Regions from separate parts of the Sus scrofa genome. Here region 1 is linked to region 2. Evidence: chromatin contacts called from public promoter capture Hi-C data. All regions are on one chromosome and are shown on one strand. Each heading gives the region's core, a stretch centred on a gene start, on an enhancer-like site or on the middle of the called end of the contact. The rest is flanking DNA. Distances are from core to core; before and after follow the strand shown.

Region 1 (5,617 bases), core at 2,455-4,954, 240 kb before region 2:
TGGTTAGTAGAACTTTATTAAGTTTCACTAAGTCTCAGAACACAGAATTCCCATAACAAGAACTCAAAGGTACTCACAGATGTTTTTACACCCTGCCCAAAATACCTACAAAACAGGTACATGACCAGAAAATAATGTGTTTTACAAAAGGATGATTTGTCAGTATTTCTAGTTAATTACAATGGAAGATGCCTACAAAAACCAAAATTTGGTATTTACTGGCAGTTTGTCTGTTTTAGCCACATCATATGAATCCCTGAAATGTCCCAGTATTTTCCCTTATTGCTATTCCAATTCTGTTTTTACTAAGTAGCTGGCTTAAAGTTACTCTAATAGGATTAAGAGCTGTACTATAATCGTATACATTTAATAATCTAGCCAGAATGGTGACTTCTGTTTGGTATCTGCCACCAGTAGTCTCCGAAATAATTAAGAATTTGTTATACAAGGCTGTGGATAGTTACGAACTAAACCAGTGTCAAAGGTGAGAAACACTTCCCTCAACAACCAATTTCTTCATTTCTCTCCCTCATCTAATGAGCTAGTTATGGTTTGAGGGAATTTCCTTTCAAAGGCTATTCACAGCAGAACTTACTAAAAATAGATAAAATGTTTAAAATGACTCACCTGATAGCCAATTTTCTGTTACAGAAAATGGTCAAGTTATCTGGGACTTTAAAGATAGACTGAGAAAATAAAGACAGTTTTACAAGACCACAAACAAATATAATGCCGGGAAATTTCAAATTTCGTTAGCAAACTTTTCAGATCGTGATTGTACACTTCATACCTCAAGTTTTTAATTAAAGATTAGCACATGTGTTGTTATTTTTCTACTTAAATAAATCCAGAAACAGAAGACAGTACCTCGGAGTGAATAATGTTACAGTGGGTTTCTTCCATCTTCAGCTGGTCTGGAGTTTTACAGTCAGGAAGAAAAAGCAACATATTGGAAGTGTCTGCTATTTTCAAGTCATACGTTTTGTCTTTACTGCACAGCACTGCCTGTTCATCCTTATCACCACGAATCACAAGACTGCAGGAAATGGGAAAAGAAAATATTTGGTTTATTGAGACAACAATGGACATCTTGATTATAAACAGTTCCAAAATCCTCTAGGCTTCTAGAATTTAAAACTAAGTCTTAAGGCTGTGTCTGGCCCCTGCTCTCACAGCCCCCCCAGTGATGGGCTCCCCAGAGCAAAGACTGGGCCAATTGAGACCCAGGAGCACCAGGTGGCCTCACTAAGGAAAAATAACAGGCAAAAAAGATCCAAAGATGCCAAGAGGCCAAATGTCACCATATGGCATCTTTGTGCAAATTGCTAGGAAGAGCACAAGGCAAAGCATTCAGTAGCTTCAGTCAAGATGTCACCATTTTCTAAAATATGCTAAAGCAATACTTCTCAAACTAATGTGTAGGCACGTTAGGGAATCTTGTTAAAAAGCAGATCTGGACTCAGTAGGTCTGGGATAGGACCAAGGAGTCTGCATGACTAACAAGCTCCCAGGTGATCATGCCGCTGGTCCTAGTACCCACTCAAAACTGGTCCTTCTTGTTTTGTCCCGAGATCCCCTAACAATCAAAGGAGCACATCCTGGCCTAATCATCTACACTGCAAAAAAAAAAAAAAAAAAAAGGGACTATGAGAAAAGAAGGCTGCAATGAAAAATATGAAAGTGGTATGTTTACAAACTCTACTGAATGATGTCTCTAATACAGGGTCACTAGTGGGGAAAAAAAAGGCAGAAGGAGGAAGAGGGGAGGATAAAAATGAGCAAGATGTGGTAGTAGTTCCTTCTCTGGCGCAGTGGGTTAAGGATCCAGCATTGTGTCTGTGGCAGTGCAGATTTGATCCCCAGCCTGGTGCAGTGGATTAAGTGATCAGGCATGCTACAGCTGTGACTGCAACCATGTGTATGTCACAGCTGCTACTCAGATTCAATCCCTGGACCAGGAATTTCCATATGCCCTGGGTGCAGAAAAAAAAAAAAGAAAAGAAAAAGGTGGTGGAAGAAAAACTAATTATAAATAATAAAGGTGATTGAGATTAATGAAAAAGGAGTTGATTCAAGCAGTTCTCTTTGTCCATAAAATATTTAATCCTCCTAGCCCAATTCATTTAAGTAAAAGCTAAAAACCTGAAACAGGAGACTGTAAATATATGTATTTTTTTGAAATAAGCTTTCATTTAATTTCCTCTCTTGTTTAGTTTCCTGGTCCTAAAATGTTTAATAGTCCCAAGTGCCTACTCTTAACATTTATTTCTACATTACACTATCCCCACTTTCAAATATTTTGTTTAAAACAACTACCCCTTTCCCCTGGAAAAAAAAAAAATTTAAAACACACGTTTTCAAACCCTTCTAGTTTCTGCCAGCCAGATTAACTGCAGCTGGACAAAGAAGGTCCTCACACCCGAAGTCCTTTCTCAAATCCCTGCCAACTCAGCTGGAATAAAGCCCCGCTGAATGATGTTCTCCTTCCGTTCCCTCAAAGATACTTTACTGCTAGCATCTGAATACTGGCCAGTTAACTATAATACTGTTAGATGGGTACAGTGGGAAAACTGAAAGACAGCCTAAAGGATTCAACTTAAAGGATCCTACAAGAGAACATACTCCCTGATAACATGCAGGTGCTGGAGGAAAGACAGTGCAGAAGAGAATTAAACCAGAGACTACAACTCCTCATTTTCAGGGACCGCACAGGGACTCCTCCTCTATGTTTTTTAACCCAAGGTCTTGCCGCAACTGTGTAGCTGGCCTAGAATTAGAAACAGCTTCACATTCCTACTGAGTGCCCCCCAGCAAGTCTGTTTCTTGAGGGCCTTCCACAATTACGAGGCTATACAAATGGCTTTAAATTCATTCCCCCACAGTCGTATCTACTTTCTGAGTAAAATAAATATAAGTAGAAGGCAAGAAGAACCCTATAAATATTAGATACTACCACTGCACTTTAAGGTGGAATGGCAAGGTGTTCTTTGAGTCCCTGGCCTCACAGTTAACATCCCCAAATCTTCCCTGAGGTTCTACTTCCTGATTTGTTTCCCCTGACAGAGGCCAACAAGACCAGCTGAAGCAGTCCTGTTTATCCCCGCAGTGCTTGGACTCCTCGGGAAAAGGCGGCGAGCTGGGAATCAAGCCACCGGCCTGCTGTGAGGCCCCCGTCAAATCAATGCATCTCTCCGGCCCAGTTTCCCCGCAGGAAAATGAGGTGGCTGGCACCAGGCTGAATACGCGGCAGACCCGGATCCGGCTCACCTGCGTCCCGCCTCCAGCTGCTGGCACAGTGCAGGCTCCAGCTGGAGCAGGCAGTAGTCGCCGGCGGCGGCGCTGGCCCCAGGGCCGAAGCCCAAGCAGTGCACCGTGGGCAGCAGCTCGGCCGTGTTCACCTTGGCGATCTGCAGCGTCGCGTCCACCTCGTCGCGGGTCCTCTTCATCGTTGTGCAGGGGCCGCCAGCTCAGGGTAAGAGAACCTAGACCCCGCAGGACTCTGACCCAGAGAAACAAGTAGAATGGAGTCTGTTTTAAAAGTGCGCCAAGGCAGCTGGGGGCGGGTTTCCGGGGCGGGGCGCGCCGCGGGGGCGTTCCCCCGGCAGGTCCGAAAGCTTCAGGGTACTCGGGCCTTCCGACACCGGGTCACCATCGGCAGAGCATCGACTGTTGCTGGGAGGAAAGGCGGCTTCTGCCGGGGGCCTCGGCGGAAGCGGGCGAGAGCTGAGCGTAGACCCCGCGGTGCTCCACGTGGAACCCTCACCCGCCCCTTCCGCTGCGCTCCTCCCCATCCTGTTTCCCGCCAATATTATCTCCATCTCCACGCCATTAAAACTGTCTCATCTTCCACCGGTGGCGGCCTTGTGATAAGCATTTTGCGTGCACCATTTCCTGACTCCTTCACCACAACTCTGTGAAGGGGACGCTTTTAAATTCCTTTTTGCAAAATGAGGAAGCAAGCTCCTTGCCCCTGGCGGCACAGCCAGGAGGTAGTAAAGTCTGATTCCAGGCTGGTCTATTAGGTCTCTAAAAACTTCCAGCCGGGTTTGTGTAAACACCTTGGACCGGAAACGAGGACCTTGTGGAATAGACAGCGTCTTACTTCTTTGAGTCTGGGAACCATCCATCATATGTGGGAGTCTAAGGCTTGGACTAGATCCATCCATTCGTTGAGTACCTAGCTTGTGGCGGGGGCCGGCGGTGGGGAGTAGCAGCTGAGGGGCTGAGACCCTTGTCAAGAGGAAAGTAGCTTCCTGGGGCTGGGAAGGCTCTGCTGCCTCCTGGGGAGACAAACTCACACTATAGGATGTGTAAAGTGCTCTGAAGTGACTTGTATATCAAGACAAGATCATTTTTCCTGGAGCAGATCTACACAAGCTCAGGCACACAGTATGCAGATTTAGATCTGATATATTTGACTGCTTCTCTGCCAAATTTTTTGTGTATTGAACACTCTTGTATTTTGTTGCTTCTTATTTTCTTTCACTGCCTTTGTGTTTGTTGGATTTTTTTCTTTAGCGATGTGGAAGGTCTGTATCCCATTCTGTCTCCCCCTCTTCCTCTTCAAGCCTTCTTTCTAGTATCAGACACAAGGGCCTCCTCCAAGATTTTTGCTTTCTGCCACTTGTGGCTCTGTTTGCCTATCACATTCTCTCCTTTCTTTGCCCAGTTCGTACCTATTCATTCTCTTGATGAGCACTGTCTGATAGAACTTTCTAAGATGCTGGAAATGTTCTTTTTTCTTTTTCATCTTTTCAGGGCCACACCTGTGGCATATGGAGGTTCCCAGGCTGGAGGTCTAATTGGAGCTACAGCTGCCGTCCGACACCACAGCAACAGCAACAAGGGATCCGAGCCGCCTCTGCAACCTACACCACAGCTCGTGGCAACACCAGATCCTTAACCCACTGAGCGATGCCAGGGATCGAACCCACAACCTCATGGTTCCTAGTCAGATTCGTTTCCTCTGCGCCAGGACGGGAACACCAGTGTTGGAAATGTTCTGTATCTGTTCAGTCCAGTTTGGTAGCTCCTAAGCCTCATGAGGCTTTTGATGACTTGGGATGTAGATACTGTGAGTGAGGAATTTTAATTTTTATTTAATTTTAGTTAATTTAAATTTAAGTTCCCATTTTGGCTCAGCCGCTTAAGGACCCGACACTGTCTCTGTGAGGTTGTGAGTTTGATCCCTGGCATCGTGTTCCTGGGTGCATTAAGTATCTGGTGGTTGTCTTAAGCTGCAGTGTAGGTCACAGATGCAGCTTGGATCCGTATTGCTGTGGCTGTGGAGTGGACCTCAGCTCCATTCAACCACTAGCCCAGGAACTTCCATATGCAGCTGGAAAGGAAAAAAAAAAAAAGTAAATAGTTACAGGGGCTCTTACATTGGCTCTGAGTCAATAGTCACTCCTCAGAAATCTTTCTCTGACCTCCCTAATCAGGTCAAGCCTGTCAAATATATATCTCGTGGGAATAGGTACCTCTCATTCCTAGATATTAAGTAAGTTGTAATTTTACATTTTTATGATTACTTAATGTGGGGTTTTGAGGATCTGGGGGTTTTGTCTCTAGGAGTGTAAGGCTATACACTTCCATAGGATATGTTTTTGGCCATCAT
Region 2 (5,117 bases), core at 1,885-4,384:
TGAATCCTCTTTAACCCAAAGAAGACGGACTGGATGTGCTGAGAAAAAATCACAGCTGGCCATTACAGAGGGGTTGGAGCAGAACTGCAAATATTTAATGGTTTGCTACTGAGTATATAAGGAAGGATGTGGTAGTATTTTGGTTTTCACGGTGTTCAGGAGATGCAGAGGGTGCTACTGGAATTTGGTAATGGAGTCAGGAATAATAAATGTTCTACAGTGTCTGGGGCAGTCATGCTGACCTATCCAAAATGTCAAAGAATTCTGCTGAGAAATACTGCAAGGAGAATCATCTGTAATGGGCTGCTGAAGAAAGGATAGCCATATGACACAGGCAGAAGAGATAGTCCTAGTTTGGGTGACATAGCTGTCATTTATTATTTAGTATGGATTAGGTCCGTAAACACACCTGTCATTTAATCTTCATGACCATCCTCTGAGATGTAATTAATTATCCTCTTCTTATACCCAAGGAGTTAGGCTCAGAGAAGCAAAATAACTTCACCAAAATGAGACAAGCAAGGGGGCAGAGTCCCTTCAATTCAAGTTCAAAAATCTTCCTGCAGGGTTTTAGGGGCCTGAGAGGAGAGAGGCAACAAGGTGTGTATGGAGTCCTTCGAGAGAAACCAGATCACAGTCATGCCACAAACTCGAGGTGAGAATCTAGGAACGATTGCTGACTCCTACAATCAGTCAGTTACTGTGGGAAATGGAATTTTTTTGGCTGTCTTTGATAAGGCCCCAGCCATTCATATATTCTTTCAGAGGTTTTGAAAAAAAAATTTTTTTTTTTTTTTTGGTCTTTTTGCTATTTCTTGGGCCGCTCCCGCGGCATATGGAGATTCCCAGGCTAGGGGTCCAATCGGAGCTGTAGCCACTGGCCTACATCAGGGCCACAGCAACATGGGATCCGAGCCGCGTCTGCAACCTACACCACAGCTCACGGCAACGTCGGATCGTTAACCCACTGAGCAAGGGCAGGGATCGAACCCGCAACCTCATGGTTCCCAGTCGGATTTGTTAACCACTGCGCCACGACGGGAACTCCAAAAAAAATTTTTTTTTAAATATATATTGAGGGAGGAGACCTTTAGTGGGGTCTTCTGGGCTTGTTTCTATAATTTACTTCTCAGTATCTTCCAGACTCTGAGGGCTAACCTTAAGATCAGTGTTGAATAAACACTCCCTTGAAAGGGCTGGAAATTTACGCACACCTGCAACTATGTGGAAAAGTAACTAAAACCTGCCCTTCTGATTCAACATTAACTGAAATCTAGCTACCTATGTTGAAAGTGAAATAAATGCAAGAAGTCAAAAGTTTAAAAGAGGAAAGAAGAATGAGTTAGAACATTTTATATCATTGCAAATTCAATATGCCATTACTGCATATGGTCTTTATGGAACATATATTCTGCTTCCCTATTTGCTATATATGCATTTTTGCACATATTTTCACATTTAAAAATCAGGGAATTCCTAATTTCCAATTATTTATAATTTCATCATAAGTACCTTTCCTTTGACTCAAACTCTGTGCAAACATGCTACTTCCCCCCAAGGGAATTGCAAATAAAGCTAAACTTATCCTAACCATCTACATCTTGGTAAAAATACTAGTGAAAATGGAGGCGAGAATATGACTGTAGTAGGCACTCTTTGGGTAGGGGGTGGGGAGGAAAGGAGATCTAACCAAAGTGGTAGTTTTCTGCAGGAATAGGTACTGCATTTGGGAAGTTCTAGTTTAGGCGTGTTAATCTAGGCTGGTTGGGTGTCTTTCTAGTTCCCGCCCTATCCCGAACCCCCAGGCGCCAACACCAGGTGGCGCTCGCATCGTTGCAATGCAGCGAACTGAACCCTTGGATTTTGTCTCCTAAAAAGTTGTACCCGCTGCCTGACCCAAGATAGTCGAGATCACTGGAGCGCGGAAGCAAAACGGCGGTTGTCTCGGGCCCCATCCTGTGGCCAGACTTGAGGCCCATTTGGAAAAGGACCGACGGAAGAAGGGTGGCGGTAGGGGCTGGAGAGGGCCCTTTGCACTCCAACTGTAGGACGAGCGGGGAAGTTCAGAGCACGGTATTAGCGGATTCAAATATCAGAAAATTTGGGGAAAGCAGAGGAGGTGGCTTGGGAAGGTTGGAATATCCGAAGGACTCCCTTGAAAGGGAGTGGGTGGGTCACGGCCCCTTTTTCTGTATTCTCAGTTGGGCATGGTGGAAGCACGTTTGAGGACCCTTTAAGAGTTCCACTTGCCCTGTCTCTCCTCGCCATCATCAGCCTTCAGTGGGAATGAAACACCTGCTTGTCAGTTTTCCAAGACAAGAGAGTATTTTTTCAAAAAAGTGGCTTCTTGATAATTCTCAGTTGTTGTACCTCCCTCGCCAACATTTGTGCGCACACAACAAGCTGGATTGTAAAGACGCCGCGGGAAGGAGAGGGCGGTCGTTCTCAAGGTTAAAAAATGAGTAATGATGACTTTCCAAGGAGCCCAGCGGATGACCGCGCAGGGCCGAATCCCTGGAGACCTAGCGCAGGGCTCTGGCGCGCCTCGTGGTAGAGCCTGGCGGAGGGTGGCCTCCACAGACCAGGACCACCAGGGTGTTTGATAAATGCAGATTCCCTGGGCTAAGCCCAGACCTGTTGAAACAGGATCTCTACGAGTGAGCATATGCACTTTGGGAAGTCCAACCCCTGGACACAGCCAACATGCGTCCTTTAAAGCATACAGAAATGTCTTTTTCAACACTTGTGATTCTCCTGCACATTAAAGTTTGAACATCGCTGCTTTGGCGTTTTATTACCCTTGATCGGGAAAAGGAAAGGAGAGGAGGGGAGAAAAGGTACTACTTCTTTCCAGCGAGTGTGGCTCCCGAGCGCAGGGTCCTTGACCAGGCTGGTATTTGGGAATAGGGAAGTGGGTACACTCGCACCTGCGTAAGGAAGGGCTCCAGATCTGGTAAAGCAATCGCAGGGTCTTCTGGTTCAGCAACAAGCCCCTCGCTAGCCTTGGCGAGAGTGGAGGGGCAGAAGCTGCTCTTTCCTAGCCCGCTGCGGCGCGCACCTGGGGCGGCCGCCAGGTCTGGGCTGGCGCTCGAACGGCGCTGGGCTGGCTCCTCGCAGCATCTTTTGTGGGGCCAGGGTTGGGGAGAAGAGGAGGAGGGAAAGTGTGTGTGTGGGGGGGGACGCTTTAGGGACGTAGGCCTGCCTCCCATCACCCCAACCCCCGCCCCCGCGGCCACCTTCCGCTTTATAATTGGCCGCCGGCGGGCTTTCCTTTCCTCTTATCTGATTCTGGGCAGAAGGGAAGCACTGGAGAAGAGGAGGCGGCTTTGAGTGGCCAGGGCTGGGAGCAGGGGAGAGTAGGGGAGAAGGGGAGGGATAGGGGCCAATTAAAAGGGGGCGAGGGGCGGGAAGCGCGCGAGAGCTGTGCGCCACCACGAACCTGTTCGCGGCGGATCTTGGATCTTCCTTAGGCACCCAGAGGTCCCCTACCTGGGCTGAAACTTTGCTCTGAACAGGTCAGTTCCAGTCTTTCTCTGCTCTTCCTTCGTTCGGCTTTGAAAAGTTTATTGTTGAGGAAGGGAAAGTGGAGAGGGCGAGCCACCTGCAGACGCAGTGCAATTAAGAGACCACCTCTCCTCGCGCCCGCCGGTGATGGCCCCGAACCACTGAGGTGGGATGGGGTAGTGCACCCAGATGCCTCCTCGCAGGGGGTCACTGGACAGGGAGATTGCAGGCACTGTGTGAAGATGCCTTGTGTTGCTCTCAGGAGCTTTTCCCTCTGTGCTTAAGTGCTGTGAGCGCGCGGCGGGAAGGAGCAGGTTTGGCTTCGAGACAGTAAAGACTCCAGCATTTTCAAGTAGAAGGGGCTTCATAAAAGTGACCATTCTGGTGAAAGGGGGGGGGGCTTTAGGGTTTGTTTTGGAGGGATGTATACAAATAGAAAGCACGGGGTTGCTCGGGAGAACAGTCGATGGAGCTCACAGAGGACAAAACTCACCCAGCCCCCAGTGAGTGATTGGCTCTAGGGGCCAGGTGCCAGATGCAAACAAGAGGGAGCACATCGAGCGCATCAATGCAGGATGTTGGCATTAGTAGTAGCTCTTAAACATCTCTGCACCAGGAAGTCTGAATGCTTAGCGCAGTTTTGCTTTGGTGTCTGGATGCAGGAGGTTTCAGCTTTATGATGCACCACCACGCTGTGATATTGGAGGGTCTTCTCCACTCTGGCTTTTCCACCTCTCCCCTCCTCCCCTCCTTTTATCTCTCTGGACTGCTGGCTGCTCTGACCTCCCTAGTTCGCAGCGCATGGACGGAGATACATCTGGTGGAGCTGGGCTTTAGCGTGCACCACACACAGGCAAGACTGGATTAGGGGCCAGCCAAAAGCAGCCGGCACTGGGCCACTGGAGTGGCCTTAGTCCTAAGCAGAGGTCTGAACACTGCCTGCAAGTCCAGGGCACAGGCACTCGGATTTTGGAGCTGGGTTCTCGGGTCCTCTGTGTGAAGAACACCCTGTGATGTGCCAAGTTCAGGGTTGAGCCTCCCGGGTCCGTTCTGCTTAAGCTTTGGGCTTGTCCTTAGGACAAATGGCCCTAAGGTTCAAATGGAGCTTTGTGCAGCTTTCACAAGGACCTGGATCTCCCCCACCCCCCAACTGCTTCTGGAGCTACAGCTGAGAGCCTCACTAGCTTTGGAAGTTTTGGATTCCCTTCTGGGAATTTCGGAGAGTCCACTGCCCACAGCAGCAGAAGAGGGTGGGAAGGGGCAGAAACAAATATGTGAATAAGACCTAGGTGGCTCTGTGGGGAGCAGAAACGAGAAAGGGTTTTCCCTGAAACTCTGGGGCCCCTCAGCTTCAGAGGGTCAGAGAGGGCACTTCCTACTTGCAACATGTGAGAGAGAGGCCCTGCCCACATACAGCAGATAGGCTTAAGCTGGATCCAGTGAGGAGAACAGGTGTTATGTTTCTGACAGGGTGGTCCAGTTCTGCCTGTGGAGAACCCATTGGTAAATGTAAAAGGAGTGGATGAATGAATGCGTGGATGGTGTTTGTATGTTTGTTTCAAAAGAGCAACTTAGATGGATTTCCTTTGAACCTGGTCCCAAGGGCATGGTTA

The links. Promoter capture Hi-C pulls out the DNA fragments that hold promoters and counts their contacts.
Region 1: a promoter capture Hi-C map of fetal liver shows a contact between it and region 2, with 3 times the contacts expected there. The contact joins the promoter of DSCC1 here to the promoter of COL14A1 in region 2. A contact is called at or near these places in 1 of 5 promoter capture datasets (fetal liver), 2 of 47 Hi-C or Micro-C datasets (blood and embryonic fibroblasts) and 2 of 2 datasets of contacts at active chromatin or transcription factors (alveolar macrophages and skeletal muscle).

What each region holds. Positions count from the first base shown.
Region 1 is chr4:19,159,150-19,164,766 of Sscrofa11.1, reverse strand. DSCC1 (sister chromatid cohesion protein DCC1) reads right to left here and starts at 3,704. Exons shown (of 9, transcript XM_021090559.1): 1 at 3,268-3,704; 2 at 868-1,036. The coding sequence starts at 3,446. DEPTOR (DEP domain-containing mTOR-interacting protein) reads left to right here. Exons shown (of 12, transcript XM_021090558.1): 3 at 3,064-3,472.
Region 2 is chr4:18,923,128-18,928,244 of Sscrofa11.1, reverse strand. It overlaps COL14A1 (collagen alpha-1(XIV) chain), which reads left to right and starts at 3,134. Exons shown (of 48, transcript XM_013996512.2): 1 at 3,134-3,515.